Linked DNA regions of Sus scrofa: region 1 is linked to region 2. A link is a contact called in public promoter capture Hi-C data. All regions are on one chromosome and are shown on one strand. The core of a region is the stretch at or near the end of the contact, and the rest is flanking DNA. Distances in the headings are between cores, read along the strand shown. Region 1 holds the start of SYCP2 (synaptonemal complex protein 2). Region 2 overlaps PHACTR3 (phosphatase and actin regulator 3).

Evidence for each region. Promoter capture Hi-C pulls out the DNA fragments that hold promoters and counts their contacts.
Region 1: a contact with region 2 is called in a promoter capture Hi-C map of fetal liver, with 2.9 times the contacts expected there. The contact joins the promoter of SYCP2 here to the enhancer-like site in region 2. A contact is called at or near these places in 1 of 5 promoter capture datasets (fetal liver) and 7 of 47 Hi-C or Micro-C datasets (brain, embryonic fibroblasts, epiblast stem cells and 4 more).

What each region holds. Positions count from the first base shown.
Region 1 is chr17:59,957,305-59,964,809 of Sscrofa11.1, reverse strand. It overlaps SYCP2 (synaptonemal complex protein 2), which reads left to right and starts at 2,496. Exons shown (of 42, transcript XM_021078152.1): 1 at 2,496-3,166. PPP1R3D (protein phosphatase 1 regulatory subunit 3D) reads left to right here. Exons shown (of 1, transcript XM_003134506.4): 1 at 1-1,250.
Region 2 is chr17:59,809,224-59,815,730 of Sscrofa11.1, reverse strand. All of the region lies in intron 6 of PHACTR3 (phosphatase and actin regulator 3), which reads right to left. Among named protein-coding and RNA genes, the nearest start is that of PHACTR3, 64 kb to the right of the region's middle. Within about 2 kb of position 2,935, at least 6 of the 83 cell types and tissues checked have an H3K27ac peak or open chromatin away from gene starts, as enhancers often do. A contact at or near this core is called in fetal liver, where this site is marked.

The DNA.
Region 1 (7,505 bases), core at 1,247-3,746, 150 kb before region 2:
AAGACACGTTACCGAGTGGAACTAGCAGGTATTTTCAGCAATAGACAGAGCACTGGAGGAAAAACAATACACAAATATTTATGCTTTTTAATCATTTTAAATTAGATTTGTATGTGCCTGGTTTTACCAGCTACCTGCCAACTGTATTCTTTGTGCCTTCAGATAGAAAATTTTATTACATTATCTGAACTTGTTTCCCAGTTTTAAAACATTAAATGCTTTTTGTAAAAAAAAAAAAAAAAAAAAAAAAGGAAAAAAAAATTTCAACCAAGAAGTCAAAACCTTTGTCCCCTGCAGGGTGCCGCAATGACTTAAAACTCTCTGGGAGGGGCTCATGATTTTTTGGGTCCTGAGTGATAGTCCTGACAGCAGGTGCTAGCACTGAGGTGTGAAAACCCAGCTAAGATGGACACGGTTTCCAACTTGGAAGTTGGCTTCTGGTACAGTTGAAACCATGTGATCCATGTTGTGTTAGGTGTCACCAGTGAATTAACTCTAAATTTTTGAATGCTTGTTGCCATTTGGCAAATAGGTGTAAAGGATGAGTTTTGCCTTTTAACTGATTATATATATATATATATATATATATATATATATAATTGAAACTTGTGTTTTGATTCCAACAACAGGGATGACTTTCTTTGGTAACTTCTGGTCTAAAAATACTGAATTTTTATTTGAAATATTGTGACTAAATTGAACAGTCATTGCCTCTTAGCACTGTGTACTACATTGGCATGCAAGAGGGAGAGAAGCCTGGTTCCATTTCCTGCTATTTAACTAACTGTCCAGTTAGGTCAGCAAGTCTGTGAGGGCCTTGGCTGCTGTGCCCTGGATCCTGGCCCAGCGTGCAAGGCGCTTGTCCAGAGCATTCAGGTGTGAGCTAGTGCTGGCGCATGTGTTGTGAAGTCATGTAGAGAAGCTTATAATCCACCTGAAGATCACGTGTCAAAAAGGTTCTGGTCACAGAGTATGAAATAAATGTTATATCTTCAATATTAAGAGAACCTCAACGTGCCTTTGAAAAAAAGGATCAACATTTAAAAACGTTAAAGCTTAAACATATCTACCTAGTTGATCAAGGAGCAGTGGAACAGCTTAAGGAGATTTTCAGACCTGAAAACACACTTATGTGGCCTGGTTTTTCAAATTTTGTGCAATTGTTGGGTTGTCTCCCCAAACATATTTTAATGTCTGGCTTTTAAGATGACTTCACCTAAGCCTAAATATTAAAGTATATATACGCACAAGTTGTTAGTTGAAGTGTGTTTTTCTTGTGGTCTAATTACTGAAACAAGGCTTTAGAAACGTCGATTGTTTAAATCATTTCACACATAGGTCGCATATCCTTCCTAAAATGCTGTCACATTAAGCATCTTGCCAAAATAAATACATTGTATGATGGCACCTCAGCTTCAGAAACACAGTTGCGTTTGAGAAACTGAAATACCCTCTTTTATGCCAGATCAGTATTACATATGAGGAACGCTTTAGGGGCACTTAGGGGATGGGATAGTTATTGTACTTGGTACTTATTGAATCCCATGTATGGAATAATTTGTGTGCATCTGCCTCTCCCAGGACTGTGACCCTCACTCAATTGCAAAGCCTTGAACCCAGGGAAAGGAAATTACCACTCACTGTGTCCTCTCTTTTCTGCTTGCCTACAATGCTAGGTGCTGTATGTATGCGATTTCATTTAATTCTGAAAATTGCACTGCCTGGTAGATAAAATTCCCATTTTCTTAGCTGAAAAGAATGAAGCACAGAGAGGTTTAAGTAATTCGCCTAAAGTTCCACAGCTGCTAAGTAGCAGAGTGAGCTACACGAAGCCCAGCCTCTCTCTATTATGTGATGGGATGCTCCCAGTCAGAGCCTGTCAAATTTAACTGAAAGCCCATTTGGATGATAATTGATAAGGTTTTCCATCTAACATCACAACCTAAAAACCTATTTCAAAACAATTCAAATAAAATTAAAATGATGTTTCCTCCCCTGTGGTAGTTTAGTGATGTTTACTAAAAAATCCTTGGGCTTTCTGAGCATGTAAAACACTAAAAAGGGCTCTAACGTTTGTCTTCTCTCTGCTAAAAAGTGGCAAGATAAGAAAACACTACTTTTAATTTTCGACGTATTTGTCTGCTGTAATTTCTGAATTGCTTGCATATTTTACACAAGAAACATCCATTGCTTTTATCCTTTAAACTGATACTTTAAATCAAAACAGTCTAAAAAGCCTGGGAATACACTTGATGATTCTGCTCACTGTCAAGCCTAGACGACCTCAGCCCTCTGTCCACCAGGACGCTGGGGGCCAAGCGAATGAGAGCAGCAGCCGTCCCGGCACCTGCTTCTGGGAGACCCTGGCAAGCAAGGGCCTAGCAGAGCAAGGCTGGATAGGTGTGTTGGGGGCGAGCGGGCGTGGCCAGGCGGGGCCGGCAGAGGGGCGGGGCCACCTTGGGGCGGGGCCGGGCCGGAGCCTCGGTCCGGCCTGCGGTCAGCGGGGAGCGGCCCGGCGTGGCTCTGCTGCCCTCTGCTGGCCCGCAGCGGGGGCCTCGCTCAGGGGAGTCTGACCATTCCTGTGCTCGCAGGTTCGGCGGGTTCCCCGTATCTACGCGGCCCCGTCCTGCCCTCCCGAGCGGTCCTGCCTGGGGGTCTCCTCGGGCCCGCCGGCGCCTGCCGGCCCTTCCGGTTTACGTCCTCAGGGCAAGACGGCTCCTCAGTCACGTCCGCACCGCGTGAAGGGAGGCGCGGCAGGGGAGGGGCCCTGGCGCCGCCTTTCGTGGCGCGTCGGAGCGGGGAGGGCTTCGCGGCAGGGCGCCTGCCGAGTGGGGTCAGGGGTCAGGGGTCAGGGTCAGTGTCAGTCCTGGGCGCGGCCGCCCACGTACCTGAGGCCCCGAGCCGCGCCCATCTCAGCACCCCTGGCTCCGCCTCGGGCGACCCCGACGCCGGCGCGGGTGCGAGGGGCGGGGCGCTGCCGGGCCGGCGGCGCTGATTAGACGCAGCGCCGGCCGCACGCGACGCCGATTGGACGCGTGCTTCCCGCCTTCCCGCGGCCGCTTGAGGTGCCTCAGAGATCGCGGAGCCGCGGAGACCTGACGCCGGGTGGCAGCGGCGGCAGCGGCGGGTGCCGGGGCTCCCCGCGGAGCCTTCCTTCGGCCGGCAGGTTGTGCCAGGCGTCCGGGCGGGGCGGGGGGTGGCGGGGAGCAGCGGTGTCAGCCGGGCCTCGGAGGGCGGCAGAGCGAGCGACCTCCCGACCGTTGAGGCACAGCCGTTGGAGAAACGGCCGGGCGGCGCCTTCGGGGCTGAGGGGGTCGGACAACGGCTGGGCGTGCGGCGGGCGGGGCAGGGGCCGGGGGGGGGGTGTCCCACTGGACGCTCGGGCGGCCGGTGTCCTCGGGCGGGGATGACCGAGGACGCGAGGACTGACCGGAACCAGAATCTTGGCGGCGAGGCGGGCGGAGGCGCGGGCTGGGTCTCCGGCCCTCCCCCGCCCCCGGGGCCTCGCTCGGTAAACTCGGGGCCGCGCCGCGGTGGGGGCCTCGGGGGGAGCGCGGAGCACCCGCCCCCGGCCCGTGTGACCTGGGGTCTCTCCCGAGTGTCCCGAGTCACGGCCCCGGGGGGAGAAGAAAGAAGCGGGTCTGTGTGCCGGGGTTCGCGGGCGAGGCCGGCGCAGGGGTGGTGTGAGACGGCTCGTGTTCGCGCTTTGGGGGTGATGGGAGAAGGCGGCGTTTGGGCCTCACCTCGCGGCGGCCGGTCTCCGGCTTCACCTGAGCGGTAGATGCCTGCTGCCGCGGAGGAGCGGGCTCGGGCTGGCGAGCGCTGCCGGTGCGCGTTCGAGGCGGACGCCTTCCCTGTCTGCCAGGGTGTCTGCCAGGGTGTGGGGCGTTTTTGAAACCTTGCTCCTTTTATCCGCTTGCATATGCACATTCATCTTTTCACGAAGTCCGTTTTGCCTGTAAGTAGATTGGGGCGCAGTGCCCCCAACACGCACACACGCACGCGGAGGCCCCCCCCCCCAAAAGGTATTTTTCTATGCTGTGTTTCTTCGGGTCGTTCTGCTGCATCTTGTTCTGGGACATACAACCTAATAAAGACTTTTGTTGATTTTTTTTTTCTCCTCCTTAGTTTAATTAGCATTAAAATCTGCCCCTAGCCCTTTTCTCCGAGAATTGCCTCCGATCCAGAAGTAGGGTGCTTCTCATGGTCTGTAAGAAATTTTTCTGTCACACTCTAGGTGTTTTGTTTCTGTTTCTTTTTTTTTTCCTTCCCCCCGCCTTTTTCCTTTGGTTTTGGCCAGTAAAAGTCCTTAAAAGGCAGGAATGTGGGTGGAAGGATGGTGAAGCCGGCAGCTGCTCTCTATTGTTCATTAGCAAAACTAGAGCAGGCTGACAACAGTCCAGAGGGAAAGTTAAGTCATTGCAGTCGTAATGAAGGCTTGTGTCTAGGACTCAGTGTAGTTTGAATCAGTAACTACAGACATGTGCGTGAGTTTAACAAGTTTGATATGGAAAGGAAAAAATAGGGAAGTCATTAGACAGCAACAATCTTTTAAGGGACAAGACTATTTTTACCGGGAAATAAAAAACTGAAAAGTCTTATTTTGCAAAACCTTAAGATACATAAAGTTATTTTAAATTGTCTACTCATGATGATGCAAAGATAAGTGTATGCTAATGTTTCTGTCTAGACAGCCTTCCGCCTCAGTTGTTTAATGGATAGTACTGAAATTTTGGCCCTGTTAAAACCGAGAAGGGAGGGATGAGTCACTGGATTGTTCAGTTTAGTTTGCTTACTTACAAAAAAAAATCTGCCTGTGTAGATACTAATTAGTTTTACCTTTCTTTGACTGACTTCTTGTGCAAAAGTAGACCAGGAATTAAACTATCTCATTAGCTTTATGTGCCTCTTGGCCGCAAGTAATTCTTCTGTGCTGTATTCCAAGTCTCAGAGTACTTTGTAAATTACATTTAAAATTTAAATTGTTTTTGCTGTGACACAGGACAGCATAATGTCATAGGCAGGCCTGCCCCAACAGTTGCTGACCCTAGGAAGGTTCAGCAGAGGCCCCTAAAAATATTTTAGGTACTTACACTTTTTAATCAAGTTTTCAATTTGTGAAATAAAATGTTCTAGTCTTCAGTTTCACACAAGCACCTTAATTACAGCAAAATAGAAAATGTGTGAAGCTAATATTCTTATGACTGAGTATTGGCAAAATATCAAAGATAACTGAATTCATTTATTATGGATCTCTGATGACGGACTGGTGAAATTTTGGATAAGTAATAATGACCTATGTAATTCATAAATTAGTACATATTTTCATAAACTTCATTTTAGCAAAGTCCGAACACTGAAATTTATTTTTGAATAAATCTTCTTAAACGTTTTTATAAGAATACATAGTCACTATTCTAGTCTTTGCTTGCCATCTAATTGTAAATAGTTCTTATGGTGTTCACCTGGTTATCTAGATTTACATATACAAATTAAAGAATAATAGGAATTGCTTTGAACAGCAGAATGTTTCTCAGTCACCATGTGCAATTGTTGCAAAAACTGTGCACTGAGTTGCTAGTACTTAGAGAGCCACAAATTGGAATACAAAGAGAAGCAAGAAAATGGATGTTTGGCACTATGAGGAAGCAGTTTTTCATTATGCATTAATCAACTATAGTTTTGCTCTGTCAGAGAAAGGATTTGACAGTTAACTAATGTCTTTTCTCTTACCTGAGCACTTACATTCCTCAAATTTTTATCTCTATTCTGAAGCAGAGACCAAAATACCAGTATCAGCACAATCTACAATCTTTGCATTGTTTCACCCTCCCCACCCAGTCCCTTAAATGTATTCTTATGGAAGATTTCTAACATACGCAATAAACAGTTATAGTGTAATGAATTGCAGTCCTCTTCTTTGAAAGGTGTAGGCAAGAGACGTGCTTCTTCTCTGGGCCTTGAAAGGTGTGAATTATGAGAGTGAATGTGTCCATGGTTATAGGACTTGCTTTTTATATCCTCTGGACTATTCAAGTGTATGTGTTTTAGTTCCCAGCACGTAGGAAGTTTGAATCTATCTTTGCAGCTGATTTCTAAATTTATTGCATTGTAAGAACAGAGTATCTATTATGTTTATTTCTTTGGATGCATTTGTGTTTTGTTTTTGTTTTGGAGACAGGATTTTTCTCGTTTGTTCTTGAGAGTTTCTGCTTTGTCACAGCCCACAGCCGATTGGGGATCTGGTGTTGTCTCTGCTGTGGCAAGGATTCCATCCTTCACCAGGAGCAGTGAGTTAAAGGATCTGGTGTTGCTGCAGCTGTGGCCTAGGTCACAGCTGTGGCTCACATTTGCTCCCTGGTCCCGGTACTTCCATATGTCGCCGGGCTTGAGTGAGAGTGGGGCGTATTTTCTCTTTTATTCTTAATCAGAAATGCCCTCATAATGTGTCTAAATGTAATTTTTCTTATTTATGTAGGAATTCCATGGACTCTTTCAATTTGTGTTTATTTTGGGAAAGTACTGAGCTGTTACTAAACTGTTGCCGTCTCACTGTTCTTTTTTATTTTAAATTTTTTTCTGGAGTGCTTATTGACTAGATATTGAAATGTGTGCATCTCTTCTTCATATCTCACTTTTTTCTTCTGTACATTTCATTCCTTTGTGCTATTCTGTGATGTCCTCAACTTCATCTTTCTATTCCAAGGAATGTTGCCTCCTGAAGCTCTAAGGCCTGTGATAAGTGGCAGTGGTGGGTTCTCTAGCCTGCATTGCTCCTCTTAGGGTTCCTCGTTAATCCCCCTGTAGGTTGCTGACCTCCAATACTTATTTCTTACCTCCATAATTGAGATAATACAGGCAAAATTTCCATCTTTTGTGATGGCCTGAGGAGAACGAGAGAGAGTGAAGCCAAGTAGAAAATAGGCACACCCCTTCTTGGGAATTGCGGAGGCAAGCAGTGGGTCTCTGCATTTCCAGTATTTTCCAGGCAAAATGACAAAATAGTAACCAACTATTTCAAGATCTTGGACTCATTGCTGGTTTACTGGAATTCCAAGCTAGCCACAGACTTAGGATCACCGGTTTAGTATTTAAGCTAGAACAGACAAGCACAACCAAATGGGGCAAAACCACAGCTAGGCCCTGGATAGGTTTGGATGGAGCAGATAGGTGCTTAATTGCAAAGGCAGGCCTTGGTCATTTCATTTCCCTCAGAGTAACCCAAACCCACATTTTGCTGACCTCGGGTTTTGGACCCAGTCTACCAGCATTTTAGCAAGAATTTACTGTACTTTTTTAAAAAAGTTAAATAAGTATAAATTACCAAAAAAACCTGAAATTCTCCTTTGACAAATAGCTGATTATGATTCTGTGCACCCCTCTACTCTTCCTCCCCAATAAGCTGACAAACACTCCAACTGTCCTGAGTGGTGTAGGTGAGTGTCTCCACACACACACACACACACAAATGTGTGTACACTTACAGACACCTAGAGATATGATAA
Region 2 (6,507 bases), core at 1,686-4,185:
GGACCTGAAGAGAGTCCCTCCTGGGGACACGTCACATCAGAACACAGCTCCTTCCAGAGAAGGGACGTGCTCTGAGAGCTTGGCTCCAAAGCAAAAGGGGTGACTTTGATGTCTACTTCTGACGAAGACAGAGTGATACACGCTGAGTTTCCCGCCCACAAATAAAACAAACGAAAGTCAAAATATACGAGACAACAGTTTTGATGACACTGGAAAGGATGACGATCCTTGAGCCAGGACAGGTTGAGCCCTATGATCACCCAGCTTGCTGCCTCTAGTGAGTTTCTAGGCCATGGACAGGGTTGGACTTAAACCTAATGAAATCCATGATCGCATGAAGTGTGAACAGCCAGAGCATCTTAACCGAAGGCCAGGGTTCTCAGGATGGACAAAAAAGCAAGAGCAGACTGTGTGCTGTTAAAAAGCATGCGCTCGAAATAAAAAGCAGCACATCGATGAAACGTACAAGACGAGTGACGAATCAAGAGAAAGCGGAAGTGGTATTTCCGTGTCAGACCAGGTAGATTCCGGAGCAAAGATGCTTCTCGGGGACAAAGAGGGTCATTCCAAATGCCAGAGGGACACCTGCGTCGGGAAGACAGAACAACCCTAAGTGTTCACACACCTCTGAAGATGATGGAATCCAAGAAGAAGAACTCACGGAACGGAGAGAAGCAGCAGACGGAGAGAGCTGCAGCTGGCGATTTCAGACCTCTCCGTAAGTGACTGATACGACGACAGAAAACGTGCAAGGCTGAGGAAGCCGAAACAACACTACCGAGCGATGTGGTCCGATTAATAGTTAGTGGGGTGTTGTCTACCCACAAAAGAACACATGCAACATTTACCAAGACAGACCATGCTCGAGGCCATAAAACAAGTCTCAATAAATTAAACAGGACTCGAGCCATACCAAGTATGTTCTTCGACCAGAGTGGAATTACATGGGAAACCAATAACCAAAAGAGTTCTAGAAATATACCCATATAATTTGGAAACTAAAATTTTAAATTCCGAATCACCCCATCCCAAGAAGAAACCAAAAGGGAAATTAGAAAGTATTTTGAGGTAAAAAAAAAAAAATACAGCTTATAGAGTTCCTGCTGTGGCTCAGTGGTAACGACACTGATTAGTATCTATGAGGATGTGGGTTCGATCCCTGGAGCTGCTCAGTGGGTTAAGGATCCAGTGTTGCTGTGAGCTGTGGTCACAGATGTGGCTGGGTTCTGGGGTTGCTGTGGCTGTGCTGGAGGCCAGCAGCTGTAGCTCTGATTTGACCCCTAGCCTGGGAACTTGCACATGCTGCAGGTGCAGCCCTAAAAGAAAAAGAAAAAAAAAATACAGCTTATCAAAATGATGTTAGGGAAAATTTACAGCATCAAATGCCTATGTGAGAAAAAAAAGAAGACTCTCAAATCACTGACCTCAGAATCCATCTTAAGAAACTAGAAAATAAAAAGTGAATTAAAACCAACGAAGGAGAAGAGAAGAAATGTAGACCAGAGTAGAAACTGATGGAACTGAAAACAGAGGAGCAATAAAAGTGAATACTTGGAGGACAGTCGTAAGACAGATAAAACTCCAGGCAGGCTCACCGGGGAAGTAAGGAGGCAACGGTGAGAAGGGGAGGAAGAAACACACACACACACACACACACACACACACACACACACACACACACACACTACCAGTGTCAGGAAGGAGGGGCCATATCTCCATGTGATTCAACATCAACTTCCAAGACTCACTTTAGAAGAAACATGTAACTAAAATAGAACCATCTGTACTAAAGAATTACAATTTCTACTGAAAAACGCTTCCCCCGTCGAAAGAAAAAACCCCAGCCGGGCAAGATGGATGCACTGATGAATTCTATGAAGCATGTAAGATGTAAATAATTCCAATTCTATACAAATGATTTCGGAAAATTGAAAAGAAGGAAAGACGTTAAAACGCGTGTCATGAAGCTAGAATTTACCGTGATGTCAAAACCAGAGAAGATCCCGAAGATGAAGAGCCCTCGTGAATGTGGACATAACACCCTAAATAAAATTGTAGCAGATCGAGCCCAATAATTTAGAAACATGGTAACAGTCCCAACCAACTGGGAGGCAAGGCAGTTTATCATTTGAGAAGCAGTCGATGTAATTTGCCAAATTAACAAACGTTAAAAAGGAAAAAAACCATGTCATTAGACCATTCTTCCATGTACCGGGGGCTCCCTCTACCAGAGCAGACTGGCCCCAGCGGCGGGATCTGCCCGCCTGCCTCGCCAGCAACGTGAAGAGAGGGAAGGTTAAGTTCCCCGAGGTGGGAGCTGCCCCAAGTGCAGGGAGCGCAGAGCCCCAGGTGGCTGCCTTCGGGCTCAGAGAGGTTTGATCTCTGCCTCCGCTACAGGAACAATGCACTCAGTGCAGACAACGGATGCCCAGCGGCAGCATCGAGATGAAAAGAACCCCTTTCCCCGCCCACATCTCACCCCCAGAGGAAACCACTCCTGAGGTTCCGGCTATTTCCTTCCAGACCTATTTCTCTGCCATTAACAACTGACATTTCCAATTACAGCACCGAGGGAACACACCACGCCCAGCAGGGCAGTGAGCTGGCTCACTCACGAGCTTCGAAAGCGGACCGGAGCCAGCTCTTTCCAACAACGGCTGCACATAATCCCCGAGAGTGGACGTGGCGTAATCCCATCACCTGCGGGTCCCGGTTAAAGCTGCTTCTTGCTCTTTTAGCCAAAACCTCAGGGACTGCCCTCCTTCCTGGACTTCCCTGCACATAAACGAACACCCCCATACTCATGTGGGATGAATGCTCCATCCCTGGACGTGGGAGCATCGCTGAGCCCACGTCGCCATGTATTCTAGGTGCAGACAGGTGCTCCTCGCCCCAGTCCACCCTGGACCATCGCTGCGCCGCTGCTTCCAGAACCACAGGCTTGAGTGCCCTCTTGGGAAGAGGGAGGGACCCTCACAGGGGACCGCGTGTAAAGAGGAACAGAAGGCTGAGTGAGAGGCTCCGGAGTTAAAAATACACACAGCACGAGATCTTTTTCTCAATTAGTCACACTTTGGAATTTATCCTGAAGACAAAACTGCAGAGATGCACAAAGCCTTAGCTGCAAAGAAGCGTATCCCCATGGCGCCAATGCAGCCACACCCCCTCTGAAACTGCATGTCCAGACCAGCCATCCTAGAACCCAGGGAGGGGAGGGCCAGGGCGGGGGGCACACGAGGCTTGGAGGAGGAGGAGGAGGATGAAGGCGTGGGTGCCCCGAGAGAGAAGAGGCAGGGCAAGGATGCCCCCGCCTGGCTGCAGGGGCCCTGTGTCAAGAGCCCTGATAGCTGTCCCAGCACAAGCAGGGACACTGTGGGGCCATCTTTAACCCACCGTGGATTTTTCATTCCAGACATTATGCTTTTTAATTCTAGAATCGGCATTTGGCCCTCTTTTCTGCTTTCTGGTTCTCTGCTAAGATTCTCCATCTGTTCATTCATCCCGGTCCTTAGCGCCCAGAACATGTTCACAAGGACAGCAGGTCTATTTCGGTTTTGATCGTGGTCGTCTACTCCACGGCCAGCTCCTTACTCCCGAGGCCCGACCTTTCTGGGGGTTCAGCGTATGGTCCGGGTGCTCAGCGAGGTCTCTCCGCGGGCTGGGCCGGATCCCAGCATCCCTGGCTTCTGGCGTCACCTTCCTCCCTCACTCCTACAGGTGACTGCTGCTTAATCTCCGGGAATCCCACCTTCCCAGACACACCCAGCCCTCGGCCAGCTGAGTGTCCACCGGAACTTCTGGGCCCTCTTCCCACAGCCCCCAGGACCTGTCCTACAAACTCCAGCTGCTTCCATGTTGCAATCTGCCTCATGGAAGATGTGGCCACCCCTCTGCTCGGGGGCCACCTCCCTGCACCCTCTCTGGGAAGAGGCTCCAGGCAGCAAGCTGGACGGCCACTGTGGGGCTCACTCTGTGTGTCCCCTCGACTTCCCTGGTCAACAGTCCACACTGCTTGCTGCTCATCGCCCCTACACAGTGGTTTTATAGCTGGTTTAGGAGAAGGGCAGCTACCCTTGTTCTGCCCAGGCCAGAAGCAGCAGTGGCTGACCCCTTCTGTAAAGGACAGTGATCCTCATAAATGCAGCCACAGACCGAGTCTTGGGGACAAGTACCCCCTCCCACCCATCACTTTCCCCCGTGCCCGACACACGGTGTGACTAATATTTTCTGGATGAACAAACGGGTGTGTGATGAGGACAGAGCGGAAAGAGGGACGGCTGTGGCTTCAGTGTCTCGAAACGTGGCGAAGACATTGAGAGTGGGGACCTCGGCGGTTGGGCGGGTTTCCTGGGTTGTGGGTCAGTGGGCCCTCTACAGGGGCACAAGCAGTGGGCAGTGGACATGTAAGGCCTCAGCCTGGGTGAGCACTGGCGCCAGGGGTGAAGACTTGAGCCCGTGCACTTACACGGGGGCAGCCGTGAGGACAGTCCTGGAGAGAGAGCACAGAGCTGGGCAAGGGAGTGGCAGGGCGTGGGGCACAGCCCTGATGGGGACAGATGGCGGGGGCTTGGAGGTCAGCAGCAGCAAGGCACCAAGGACTCCGGACACACAGTTGGGGCAAGAAGGGTACAGGGTGGAGGTTGCAAAGTCCCAGTTCTCAAATGCGACCTCAGGTAAGAGACACCAAAAACTTGTGCCACAGCACCACCTGCTGGAAATGAAAAGAAGCGCCTCTGCTTTCTAACCTGTTGAACTGTTAGAACCTGTGCCACAGCACCACCTGCTGGAAGAGAAAAGAAAGTCCTCTGATTTCTAACCTGTTGAACAGTTAGAACCAAGTTTAAAAAATAAAAAAGCTTTGGAGTTCCCAGCGTGGCTCAGCGACTAGTATCCATGAGGATGTGCGTTAGATCCCTGGTCTCGTTCATTGGGTTAAACATTCAGTGTTGCTGCAAGCTGCAGCGCAGGTTGCAGGTGTGGTTTGGATCTGGTGTTGCCGTGGCTGTGGTGTAGGCCGGCAGCTACAGATCCAATTTGACCTCGAGCCTGGGAAATTCCATATGCCACAGGTACAACTGTAAAAAGAAAAAGCTTTACCTAAAGTTGAATGGTGCTCACTGCTTCAAATGCACCAGGAACAATCAGAAACACTGTGCCACAGAAAGAAAATGACAGTTTTCTAGAAGCCAAACTCGAAGTCACAGCATAGTGTTATCAAACTGATAGAGAATTCAAAATAGCTGTCAGGAAAAAAACACATGAGCCACAAGAAAAGCTCAGAAAGGCAGCTCAACAAATTCGAGAAGAAAACTGAAGAGCAGAAGGAATACTTTACCAAAGAAATTGAAACTCGAGAAGAGAACCAAATGGAAATTAGGGAGGTGTATAACTGAGAAAACCAGATGAAGAATACGACACAAAGTGCTGGAAATAGAGCAGACCACCTCAAACAGAATTAGTGGACTTGATGACGGACATCTGGACATCATTCAGGGAGAAGAGGTGGGAGCACATCTTTAAAAATGAGGAAACTGTGAGAACAGTATGACTTTTTAGGAAGAGCAATATTAGGATAACAGGTAATCCAGAAGGGAAGAGACGCAAAGGGGAGCAGACCGATTGTTTAAAGAAAATCTGAGAACATCCCAACCCTGGGGAAGGAACCAGATACACAAGTTCAGGAAGCTGAGAGAACACCTAACTGCCTCAATGCAAGAAGACCGTCTCCAAGACATTATATCAAAACTGTCACAAATCAATGACAAAGTTTTTTTTTTTTTCTTTTCTTTTTAGGGCTGCACCTGTGGCATATGCAAGTTCCCAGACTCGGGGTCAATTCAGAGCTACAGCCCCAGCCTACACCACAGCCACTTACGATCTGAGCCATGTCTATGACATCTACCACAGCTCATGGCAATGCTGGATCCTTAACCCACTGAGCAGGGCCAGGGACTGAACCTGCGTCCTCATAGATGCTAGTCAGGTTTGTTACCACTGAGCCACAATGGGAACTCCAACAAAGAAAACTTTAAAGGCAGCCAAGGGAAAAGGAGGGTAATCTCTGAAGGAGCCCCTACCAGGCCATCAGCAGACTGCCCATCAGGAGCCCCACGGCCCAGGAGGGAGTAGGAAGACATTCTCCAAAGGCTGAAAGATAAAAACTGTCACCCAAGATTAGTCCATCCAGCCAAGTTATCCTTCAGGTGTGAAGGAAGGTAAAGGTTTTCCGAAACAAACAAAAGCTGAAGGAGTCATAACTTCTGTACTAGGCCTGCCTTATAAGCCATATTGAAAGGAGCTTTTCTACCTAAAAAAAGGCAAAAGTACACAAATATTTGAGTAAAGTAGTAACAGACAATATCAGAAATTGCAACTATCGATCAAAATAGGTTTTTAAACATGTACTACAGGAAAAAAGTCAAAGAGGAAAAAAGTAGGAAAAATAACTACACTTCACTTTGGTAACAAACTCACAACCATAAAAAGGGATCATTTGAGACAATAAAA